Regions from separate parts of the Manis pentadactyla genome. Here region 1 is linked to region 2. A link is a contact called in public Hi-C data. All regions are on one chromosome and are shown on one strand. Each heading gives the region's core, a stretch centred on a gene start, on an enhancer-like site or on the middle of the called end of the contact. The rest is flanking DNA. Distances are from core to core; before and after follow the strand shown.

Region 1 (6,387 bases), core at 2,205-4,704, 230 kb after region 2:
GTGCCTCCAGTAATTCAAGAACAGCTCAGGTCCAGGCTTTAAGGAAGTGAGTAAAGCAAAGCCATTGCCTCTATGGTGTCACCCGCGATGCTGGTTGCCCTCAGCATGTTCCCTCTCCACATGGTCCCATTCATTATCTATCCTATGCTTGTTAATGGCTACTGACCTTTGATAGGGCAAAATAGAAGTGGCAAGGTTCATATGCCCTGGAATTCACACAACGTGGCTTCAGCCCTGTTCCATTGGTTAAAGAAAGTCATGAGGTCATCCTAAATTGAAGGGGTTGGAGAATAGACTTCATCTCATGATGCGGAAAATGGCACGTGTGTGGAGCAGAGGGAGGGATAATTGGCAGCCATTTTTGCAGATGGTCAACCACATTTGATAAATTATCAGATTGACAAATGTTCAAAAGCCTGACAACATACTCTGCTGGTGAGATTATAAGGAAAAAAACACTCTCAGATATCGCTAGTAGTAATGAAATATGGTACAACCACTATGGAGGGAATCCTTAGTATCTAACAAAACTAAAAAGGTATTTACTCTTTGACTAAGGTAACTGTACTAATTAACCATAAGAATTAGCAATAGAATTGTCCAATTTGAGAAGTAAGAAAGAAAAACAATGAAGACACCTTCAGGTACTGGTGGAACAATGTTGAGAAGTCTTAACGTATGTGTAGTTGGGGTCTCAAAATGAAATAATAAATTTACAGATTCAAAAAAGCTCAGTGAACCTCAGAGAAGATAAAAACAAATAAAGCTATGCCTCATGCATCATGATCAAACTGAAAATTAAGAGAAAAAAAAATCCCAAAAGCAGCCAAAGGAGGCAGGGAAGTAAAATACAAACAGGTAATCAAGACTCATACCTCTTCTTCTAACTGTTAAGTATGTAATGTTATCTATGTGTATACATACCCTTGGACAGTAGTTAAATATGATTTAAAACCCTGAAATTATAGACTTATGAAAACCTGGGGATGCATATAGTTTTAACATAATCCTTTTCATAAAAAACAAAGCTTTATAAATCATAGGTACATTATTAATTATGAGTATGTTCCCGTTGAACATGGGTTTAACATTCATTAAAAGGCTAAATTAGGTGGGAAAAGCTTGTGTATCAGAGCATGTGGAATAAAGCAGGAGAGAAGAGGAGCAGGAGGAAGGGTGGGAGATGGGATATGGTTTAGGGACCCAGCCCATTTGGGAGGAGGGTGGGGCTGGCGGAGACAGCTCTGTCCCTGGAGCCCTAGTGTGCTTCCCTCAAGGGTTCCATGAAAGAGGATAAAACGTCCAGCTCCTGAGCCACAACAGCTAAATTTTATTACAGATCTCAGATTTCATGCCTACATCTTTCTGAAGTCTCAGGCTAAGTCTGGTAAGTGGATTAGACATCTGGGGTGGGGTGGGTCCAGGATCAAGGTAAAGACTGGCTAGTGCTGTGTCCCAGACAGGCCAGAGGCCACAGGACCCTTGGAGACTATGGATGTGTGAGCACACAGAATGGTAAAGACCAGCAGTCTGGGTGGGTATGGCAGAAGTGGAGGGCGAGGTCTAGGGATGGAGGGGGAGAGCAGTGGAAGTTACTGATGTGTGGCAAATAGCTGAGTCTTTCAGTAATCGGCAAGTGCTCTACAGACTAGAAAAGGGAAAACAGAAAACACATTTACTTAAGACTGTGGACCACTCTTGGAAACACATGGAAAAACCCTGAGAACTGGCAGGGAATTGTGGTCACCTCTGCTGAGCCAGACATTGGAGGGGGCTCTTGGGAGGCAGCCAGGACATCTGAGAAGGTGTGAGAACTAGGAACCCTTTTCCTCCTCAGAAAGAAAAATCAAGGCCACCAAGAGAGGGAACTGGAGTGGAAGAAATGTTAAAGAGCATAGATTTATCTTAGCCACTGAGCTAGATGTTTTAAGATACTCCTTCATTTAATATCCTCAGAAACCTCATGAAGAGGGTGTTTTATTATTTGCCACCATTTCTTCATTCTGATGAAAATGGGATTGGACATGGCTGTCTTCTCAGAAGGTGCCTTCTGAGCCCATTACACTGGAATACTTTACTAACCTATCTGCTTACATATCCACCATTCTCTCAAGCCATAAACCCAGTTAGGACTTGAGAACATGCCTGAAAGAGTCACTGCTCAAAATATACTTGCTGAATGATGAGGCTCATGAGTAAAATATACTAGGAAGTAAATGATGAAAGTACCTGTTAGTTTCTATCAACAGAAGAATCTTCCAAATATCAAGTTCTGACCGCCTCCCCACTAATAATGCCTATTTTTTCCAATTTCAGCCCTTTCTCAGCTTAGCTCCCTGAGATGTGTGCAGCAGAAAGATCTCAGGCACACAAGCCCCGTCTGCTACCTCTGAAAGCTATCTTAGTGCTCTTCGCAGGTAAGCAAGGTATATGTGGCAAAATCAGAGAGATTTCAAACTCATTCCTATCAATTACTAGTTATGAAATTTGGTGAGTCTTTCACATTCTCTGAGTCTCACTTTCTTTAGATGTAAAGTGGAGATAGCACACACCTCCCAGAGTGCACATCTGCACCCTATAGGGAGAATATATAAAGTGACATGTGCAATGTGCATACTATAATCCTTGGCATAAAATGATGCTTAATAGATATTAGTTTAATTTCTTGTGACTGTATTACATTCAGATCTATTCTATTCCTGGCACACAGCTGGCCTTTTAACATTCAGTCTTTTCAGTCCATGACTGTTCCAATAAACCTTCAAAGGTGATCGTTCTAAACTAATAGCTTCAAGACAACTAATAGCTCCCCCTGTGTAAAGGTTGGAATTCTAAGTGTGAAGTTGGGATCAAGGCCCTTCACCATCAGGAAAATGCCTGTCTGACCCTCACCTGCCCTCTTCAGCACCCCCTGTGCACCTGTCACCCTGAGCTGGAAACATATCACATACATCCTGTGCGTTGATCTGTATATTCACCTTTTCATATGCTGCCTCCCTTCTCTTCATTCTTCACTTTATGATAAGCTAGTCTATTCAAGGTCAAGTTCAAGTACCACCTTGTCGTAGTCTCTGCAGGTATGCATAATGGTTTCCTCTGTATATACATAATCCTGTTGGAAAGTGAAATACATACAATAGTATCTTATTTTGATTAGCTGGAGATAAGTGTAATTGGCTGTCACTCACATGAGCCCAGATCTTATCCTTTCATCTCTGCATATTTTCTGTTATTTGCATGTTTAAAGGAGTGGAGTGTATGAGATATGCAAAAGCTTTGGTGAGTTCACAAAGATATTAACATCTTTTTTTTTTTGGTATCATTAATATACAATTACATGAGCAACAAGGTATTAATATCTTAATATAATTCTTCACAAGAGTATATTTGAAAGAATATGTATTTTCCTCCCTCTATGTACAGGAAGTGAGGTCCCAGATCATCTGCGGCAGGCATGACTTCCTTAAACCACACTGGGGTTAGCCACACAGTCTTCCGCTTGCTGGGCATCCCTGGCCTTGAGGACCAGCACATGTGGATTTCCATCCCCTTCCTCATTTCCTATGTCATCGCCCTGCTTGGGAACAGCCTGCTCATCTGCATCATCCTCACAAAGCGCAGCCTCCATGAGCCCATGTACCTCTTCCTCTGCATGCTGGCTGGAGCAGACATTGTCCTCTCCACATGCACAGTGCCTCAGGCCTTGGCCATCTTCTGGTTCCATGCTGGGGAGATCTCCCTGGGTCGCTGCATCACTCAGCTCTTCTTCATACACTCCACCTTCATCTCTGAGTCAGGGATCTTGCTGGTGATGGCATTTGACCGCTACATTGCCATATGCTACCCACTGAGATACACCACTATTCTTACACATGCACTGATTGGGAAAATTAGTGTGACCATCTTTCTGAGAAGTTTTTGTACACTTTTTCCCATCATATTTCTCGTGAAAAGACTGACTTTCTGCCAAAATAATGTTATTCCACACACCTTTTGTGAACATATTGGCTTGGCCAAATACGCTTGTGATGACATTCGGGTGAACATCTGGTATGGGTTTTCCATCCTAATGTTAACAGTGGTTTTAGATGTTGTGCTAATATTTGTTTCCTATGTGCTGATTCTCCATACTGTCTTCAATATCCCTTCCCGAGAAGCTCGACACAAAGCTCTCAACACATGTGGCTCCCATGTCTGTGTCATCATCTTCTTTTATGGGCCTGGGATCTTCACAATCCTTACTCAGCGGTTTGGACGCCACATTCCACCTCATACCCACATCTTGTTGGCTAATGTCTGCATGCTTGCTCCACCTATGCTGAATCCCATCATTTATGGGGTCAAGGCCAAGCAGATCCGGGAGCAGGTGGTTCACATGTTGTTTACAAAGCAGAAATCACTTTGGTCTAAGAACTGAGCTTCGGGATCTCTAGCTATCTGTGAAATGGTCCGTGGAAGTGGTGGGTGGGTGGGGTCAGCTAAAACACTAGAAAGAGTTCAGGGAGTTCTGTTTCTGAGGCAAGTTCACCAGGGATGTTGCAGGACTTAACTCCTACTACAATATCCCATTGTCAGAACAACCTGAGAGGGCAGCGCCTCATCTGACTGAGCAAGCCACCTCGCCAGGACCCGGGGGCAGGATGGACTGGTTTTCAGAAGTCATTTATCCTAATGACCCCAGCATGAGCTTTAGAAGTAGATGAAGTGAGAACAGGGCTCTGGCCTCCTCTCCTCACTGAGCTTCTCCAGCTCTGACATCTTGTGACATCTCTAGACAATCACAGACAAGCCTCTAGTCCTTCTGTCCTCCATTCTAGCTAAATGACAGTCTTAGAATCAGTGGCTCCTAGGCTTGACAGATATTAAACTTTCTCCTTGTTGTAAGGATGGAAGTAGTGATCTTCAAGTTCTAAAACTGCACTTATTTGATATTCTTTTCTAAATCTGCCGTAATTCTCTTTCACTGGAAACTCTTTTCTTTCTTTGGCCAGCTAGTTCTCCATTTTTCAGAGTGCTTGTCCTCATTAGCACTTTTGAGTGACAGAGGACTACTCAGCGGTACTGAGATGGGCTCCCCAGTCAGGAAGGAAGTAGGGCCTGTCCTGTGCCTCCAGTGAGGCACAAGGTCAAATGGTGTTGCAACACTTCCCTGGGTCTTCTGGCATTTTTCATTGCCAGCTATCCCTTGTGTACTTCTGAACTGAGGCAAATAGAATTAATGGACTACTTGATGATGCAGTTTCTGCACTCATCCCTTCTCTGGCAGCAATTTTTCAGTCCCCCATCTCCTGTGACGTTTGGTGAGGGAAGCGATTCCAAATCGGGCACCTCCAGTCTCTCTCCGTGTTGACACAGCACTTTCTCCAGCTCTCATCGCTGGGAAGAAGGAAATGGGTTTCTGTCTGTTTACCTTTGACCCCAGCATGCAGGTCATCCCATGGCTTCAGGGCCTGACGTTCTGGCTTAGGAGAAACAGCCTGCATTCTTTTGAATTATTATCAAGTAACTCTCAGAGACATTCAGGCCTTCCATTCTTGGAAATTCTCTGGTTCCCAGTTCAAGATGAGAAGCTGGTTACAGAGGATATAGGACAAAATGCCAAAAACATAAAAAGATGTGCACATAAGGGTCATCACCTTTTTAGCAGAGCCTCCTGGACATAGCAATGGCACCCTCTGCTGTCCAGACTTATGTTTTCAGGAAAAGACCAGAGAAGGGATCTGAATTTGAAATGAAAAAACCAGTAGGTACCAAGTGTGGATTTTCATCCCCTAGGAATCAGTTCTAGGGCTTTCTCCTTCCCGTGATCTCTGGAAGTATATGTGGCCATCGTGCCATCTTGTACTTCTGGGGCCTTAGGACTGTGCTGGGTCATAATTAGGGATGTGGTGTCCACAGTAGAAAGTTTGGATGGGCTCAGGCATGAGGTACCTTCAATCTGCAGGACTGTTCTTGGATGATGAGAAAACAGCAGTATCCAGAGCCATCACCAGATGGAGATCAGAAATTTCTCAACCCCGAAACCCAAGATCCTCCCTGGAATAGACACAGAATCTGCACCCATTTGTATGAGACTCTGGTGGCCTTCTGTTTTGCCTGCAGATGATGTGGGCACACACCTGACCCTGACTCCAACCCCACATCTGGTTTTTTCTTGTTGTTTTAATAGCACCCACAACTGTTTTCCCTCCATAGTGGCCCGAGCCATGCCCCTGCCAGCTCAGATGACTCTCCTCTAGTCTCCCCTAGGTGGGAGGAAAAGGATGGTTTTTCTCCCAGACACCTTGCCTGCGGGTTTTGCCCCGGGAAAGTTCACTATGGATTAGGAGAGACTGAGAAATGACAACAGAATGTTCTTGGGATAAAAGGGCTTATACCCGGCTTTAT
Region 2 (6,184 bases), core at 716-3,215:
TTTTGGCCAGAGATGTAGGTTACGTGCTAGGAGCTAGACAGGAAATGGCGTAAGACAGTGTGTGGGCTAAGCGTGTGGGCTGATTTTTACTTATAAGCATGTAAGATTATATAGAGTTTAAGATATGTGTCTAAGGCTATGTAAAGTTTAAGCAGGTTATATAAAATGCAAGCTATATGTCTTCTGGTTATTAAATGTAGTATTAATTAAATCTTATCCTACACATGTGGGTTTAGGCTTATATCTAAAGTCTAGGGATGGCACTCCTATCACCCATTCAACATTCTTACAAATAAAATAAAAACACCTTATTCTTTCATAATATTCATTCCACAATTTCAGATGTTTATACTTTTCCTCTTGTGTCCACAGGCACCAGAGCCTTGCAGTCTTCTTTAATCTTTCATATAATGACGCTAAATCTGCTCTTACTACCTTACCATTATAATAATATTTTATCATTAATTTATTATAAACTTTTATATATGGGATATTATAAATATAAATTTTCCTATTTTGCTCATAAATTCTTTCTATAAGGGGTAGATACCAGAGGTATCTTCTAATATTATAAGCAACATAAGGGGGACCCTGGGCAGTGGGGACTACTAATCTTTATTACTTTGCTGTTTCATATAAATTTCTTGGAAAAATGGGTTTTTCTATGGGGGTTTTTCTATGGCCCAGTTTACCATAACTCCTGGTTAATCATGTTTCAATTGTTACAAAAGGAGGAACAAACTGCATCTAGTTTTGAGAGGCCTGGGTTCTGCCTCACTTCTTTGTGGCAGTATGCCGGAACAGTTGGTTCTGTAATATTGCTTTCATTTCTGGAATTGCTGCTTTGATCAATATTTTGGGTTATGTTATTTACTAAAGATTAAGAAATCTTAAATACATAAGATTTCCCATATATGAGCCCAATCACCAACATCATAACTGCAAAAATAAGTGCGGGAATTAGCAGGGGCCAGCTATGAGGTTTCCTGTTCTCAGGATTCCTCCTCGTGCCTGGACCTTGTCAAACAGCATGAGCAGCATGGCCCACGCCACACCCCCTTTACCTTTTTGGCCTCTGATTCCCATTTTCATTGTTTTCCACCCACTTATCTAGGCAGTCCTTCACAGTTTTTGGGTTTTCTTTTCTCCCACACCTACCCAAGTGCTAAATTTTACATTTCTCTATAGATATGTCTTCGACCTTCTTCCTTTCTCACCCTGAATTCTAGCTTACATTGTCAACGTCAACTTCTAGGTTCTCAGCTACCATCCATATGCCTATTCTCCTGGCAGGGTTCTTCTCTGTCCTTTGGGGCCTCATATCCATGTGCTCAGTTGTCATTTCTCTTGGGCAGCTCCTATGAACATCAAACTCAATGTGCACAAAACAAACCTGTGATCTTTCTCCCAGAGTCTCCTCCCACTCTAATGTTCCAGACAAAACAACCATCACTATGAGCCACCGAATTGCACAAACAAGACACCCGGACATTGTCATGCTTCCCTCTATCAATAATATTTCCATCCAACTGAATAGAGATAAGTGGTCAGCTGAATCTTATTTTCCTGTGTGTCAACTATAAGATGAACTAAAAATGTCTCTGGGTTTGACATATTGATGAGAGAAGTTTCAGCTGGTAAATGCATATGTGTAAGTTTAAATGAACATATACATATATACAAGAGTTAGTGGAATCCATAGTATAAGGTTTCAGAAAGCATAAAGCTAAACTTTAGTGCATAGTGGCAGGTATGAGAGTTGAAAAAACAAGGTCGGTTTAATTAGATATTTATAGCAGAAGAACCTGTAATTCTGCGTGTTAGTGCTCTGGCTGGGGCATCGCTCAGGGGCAGTATAAAAACCAAGCCTGACATATAATTGCATACTAAATTGAGCAGACAATGACTCTATAGAAGTAGCACACTGATGGGATTCTACTGTGGAACTCGCATATTTTGGTTTTCCATTCAAAGAGCATGTCTGAGGAGACTAACACCACCCAAGACCCCTTCTACTTCATCCTCATGGGCATCCCTGGATTTGAGGCCTCCCACATCTGGATCTCCATCCCCTTCTGCTGTCTCTACGTCACCTCCATCCTGGGCAACACCACCGTCCTCGCTGTCCTCCGCAAAGAGCCATCCCTCCACCAGCCCATGTACCTGTTTCTCTCCATGCTGGCCCTGACTGACCTGGGTCTCACCCTCACCACCCTGCCCACCGTCATGCAGCTCCTCTGGTTCAACACTGGTCAGATCAGCTTTGAAGCTTGCTTTGCACAGTTATTTTTCATTCACACATTCTCCTTCATGGAATCTTCTGTGCTCTTGGCCATGTCCTTTGACCGCTATGTGGCCATCTGCCGCCCCCTCCATTATGCCAGCATCCTCACCAATGAGGTCATCGGCAAGATTGGGTTAGCCATTGTCTGCCGCTGTGTTCTGGCTGTTCTTCCCTCTCTTTTCCTCCTCAAGCGCCTGCCCTTCTGCCGCTCCCACCTTCTGTCTCACTCATACTGCCTCCACCAGGATATGATTCGCCTGGTGTGTGAGGACACGCGGGTCAACAGCTGGTATGGACTTGCTCTGGTTTTGCTCATTATTGTGATGGACCCTCTGCTCATTGTGCTCTCCTATGCAATGATTCTGAGAAGTGTCCTGGGAGTAGCCTCCATGGCTGAGCGGCGCCGGGCCCTCAACAACTGCCTGTCCCACATTCTGGCTGTGCTGGTGCTTTATGTCCCCATGGTTGGGGTATCTATGACTCATCGATTTGCCAAGCATGTCTCTCCACTGGTCCATGTTATCATGGCCAGTGTCTACCTGTTGGCACCTCCTGTGATGAACCCCATAATTTACAGTGTAAAGACTAAGCAGATCCGCCAGGGAATTACCAGCCTCCTTTCCCAAAAAAACATGCATTTAAGGTAAAAGAATGGATTTGTTAGATTTTACAGGAGGTAGAGTCATAGGCTTACAGGGAGAGTACAGTCAGAATTGGGAAATGGAGACTATAAAATAAAACCCCATCCTATTTTTAAGACAGTATGACATGGTTTTGGCTTTTGGCATGCCTCTGTCTGGGAGGAGCTAACAGCAAACATTCCATCCAAAAGAGAGGCAGACCTGAGTTGATTAAATTCTAGCACCTTTACCAGCCAGTGGGATGAGCTTCATCGACTGAGTAAAGACCCATTTAAGTTTTGTCTTCATTTCTAGATATCTTCTTTCCCATGGCACGGTTAAAATAAGTCTGAAGGAAAGCCTTCGTTTTGCTCTCATCACCCACTCCCTTGGGCAGCTCCGCTTGGGCACTCAGGAGAACCAGCTCCATCGCCCTGACATCTCCTCCTGTGTAGGTGTGCTCTGACTTCCTTTTGCAAAAGAGTGATAAAACTTTAAAAGAGAATGGATACAAACCAAGTTTCTCAACTATTCAGGTTTACCTAATTAACACCTGTAATGATTTGAGCAGACAAAATGAACACATGCCAAGTCTAAAGATTGGGGTTGGGTGGTTAGATTCCCAACAGCCAGAGTAAGGCTCCTTCCTTGCTAGAGGTCCTTAGCATTTAGAATTAAAATGTCAAGGAAGTCTACAGGTGATATTTGTGAAAACAGGAACTCATTTTTCTGACCAGAACAGACTTTTGTTTTTAAAACCTTAATGTCCTTAATGTGGTTCATATTCTTCGGGCAGGTTCCCTTTGGCATCATGGATTACATGCTAAAAAATTTGTGATAGAATGGGCATGACCTTAATGATCATAAAGATAATTTTGTGGAAACCAGGTAGGCTCTCTCAAAAATATCCATTTGAAGCACAGCCATAATTTGGGGTCACAGCTTTTAATTACTGAACTCATAGTGCAGAGAGTCAATTGTAGGACCAACTTAGATTTAGATCAAAATAGGCAGGCTTCAGTGGGAGCATAGTGGGAGGGAGGATTGGGAGGTGAAAGGAAGGGAGCAAATGGGGAAAGGGTATATCTCTCTCCACCAGTATCCTTTTCCTCCCTTATTTTCCTATTTCTATACCAGAGTCTAAAAGTTAGCATGCTTATCTAGAGAAGCATGAGTCAACTGGCATAGGGAAATACATTGCAGAATGGGAAACGAATGCAGTCTCAGAGTAAGGAAAACTAGGATCAGGAATTCAAGTATTAAAAAAACAGTCAAGGAAATAGGTAAGAATATGGACCAAAGGAGACTTTTCTTTCAATGCATGGTATAAGGTTGAGAATCTCCCAAAACAACATTAGGGTAAAATAAACCTTGGGTTGTGCCAGTGTCTGAAGGGAACACATGACACCATTAATGATCTCTTTTTTTATCTTCATTACTAATTGTTTGACTTTCTTTTACCAGCTTATTAAACTCCCTGAGATTTATTTTTTGGATTTCTAAGACTTGGATAATAATATCGATCTCATAAGGCTACTGAGAGTTTCAAATGAAACACAGTGTGTCTTCCATTACTCCTAGGCTTAACAGGTGCTCCACTTCTGTGAATTCTTTTCTCCTTCTCCCTTCCAAAAAGTTACACTGCAGATTATGTATAGGAACATTTATGAGGACAACTGTGATTTCAACCCTTGTAAGAAGGGAATTAGGAAGGCTAAATGGTAATTGTCCGCATGTACAGCTGCTCCCCGCTTCTGCCCTAAAGACTTCCCTGGATGGGGGTGGGTGGGCGCTGAAGGTTGAAGTGACAGCAAAACTAGCTTCATGACAATGAGATCCACCAATGTCATGGTTGAATTGTGTCCCCGAAGAAATTTATATGTTGAAATTCTAATCTGTATAACTTAGCATTTGATTGTATTTAGAGATGAGGTTGTTAAAGAGGTAATTAAATTCAAATGAGGTCATTAGGATGGTATCCTTATAAGAAGAGATTAGGACACAGAGAAGCACAGGACAGGAAGAAGACAAGATGACGAAGGGGGAACACAGCCATCTCCTAGCCAGGACAGAGACACCTCAAAAGAAGCCAGACTGGTAGGAAATTATGACAGGTCTCCAGAATTGTTAGAAAACCAATTTCTGTTGTTTAAGCCATCCAGTCTGTGTTACTTTGTTACAATAGCCCTCACAAACTAATACAACCAAGAATCCATGGCCTCTGTTTCTGTAACTGTAAAATTAAGGTTAGTTGTGAGAGAAGAAAGCAAAAATACTTCAGTTGTGAAGGGACTAGGATTTAGAAACATAAAGGGGAATCTTGGACAAAATAAGTTGTTTGATAACCAACAAATGGCCTGATTGACTTCCTGGTGACCATTACAAACGCTAAGTAATTGAAGATAAGGCATGCGTTGACTCAAAAGTCAACAGGCTTCTGTTGACAGGCTTCTGTCAGTCTGCAGAACACCTTTTTGGCAACTGCTGAGAATTATCTCTGTCTTCTCAATAATATTTTGATGAGAATTATCTGTCATTTGAATTTTATGGTCACAGATCATGAACTCCAGACAACAGCCAAAATTTAACTGAAAATCAAATGAAGGTTAAATCAGGAAGCTTGCCCTTGTTCTTTGTTCTTCAACCTTCCTGTTTCCCTTCCCAAGAAAAAATTGTTTATTATTTTCCTTGTGTGCGTGTGCTTGCATATATTTGTATGACTTAAGAAACAGCATGATATATTTCAGTTTAAAAATAGATTTGTTTTTTGGAAACTCTTTTATTAGAAATGCTTCTGCATAAGTTATCCACTGTCCAGAATGTAAATAACTATATGGGTCACACTTGATCATGGAAATATGTTTATATTTCATAAAATTTAGTGGATGGTCTTACTATCTCATTGTGAATTGTTTTAAATGAGATATACAATAAGACATAGGATTGAATCAGCTTTTTAGAGATGTTAAATGGATTATACTAATTTGAGTGGAAGATAGCTCAGGCTTCTACTGCAGAAAGCACCCAATTCCATCCAGGTGCATACGAATCTTTTTGCAAATAATAACCATAAAAAGAGAAGAGAAAAAACTTCAAGTAACTAAAATGTCCTTCTGTAGGCAAGTGGATTAAAAAAAATCAGGGGACATCCATACAATGGAATACTATTCAGAAATTAAAAAGGAGTAAGCTACAAAATACATAAAGACATGAATGAATCCTAAATGTATACTACTAGGTGAAAGAAGCTAGTCTGAAATGTCTAAAACAATGTCTAATT

What was found. A called contact is a pair of places that touch in the nucleus more often than the background predicts.
Region 1: a Hi-C map of skin fibroblasts shows a contact between it and region 2, with 16 times the contacts expected there. The contact joins the promoter of LOC118933045 here to the promoter of LOC118933132 in region 2. A contact is called at or near these places in 2 of 3 Hi-C or Micro-C datasets (fibroblasts and skin fibroblasts).

The regions. Positions count from the first base shown.
Region 1 is chr9:45,008,791-45,015,177 of mManPen7.hap1, forward strand. LOC118933045 (olfactory receptor 52B4-like) reads left to right here and starts at 3,455. Exons shown (of 1, transcript XM_036927014.2): 1 at 3,455-4,417. The coding sequence starts at 3,455. The coding sequence ends at 4,417.
Region 2 is chr9:44,775,652-44,781,835 of mManPen7.hap1, forward strand. It overlaps LOC118933132 (olfactory receptor 51Q1), which reads left to right and starts at 1,966. Exons shown (of 1, transcript XM_036927108.2): 1 at 1,966-2,931. The coding sequence starts at 1,978. The coding sequence ends at 2,931.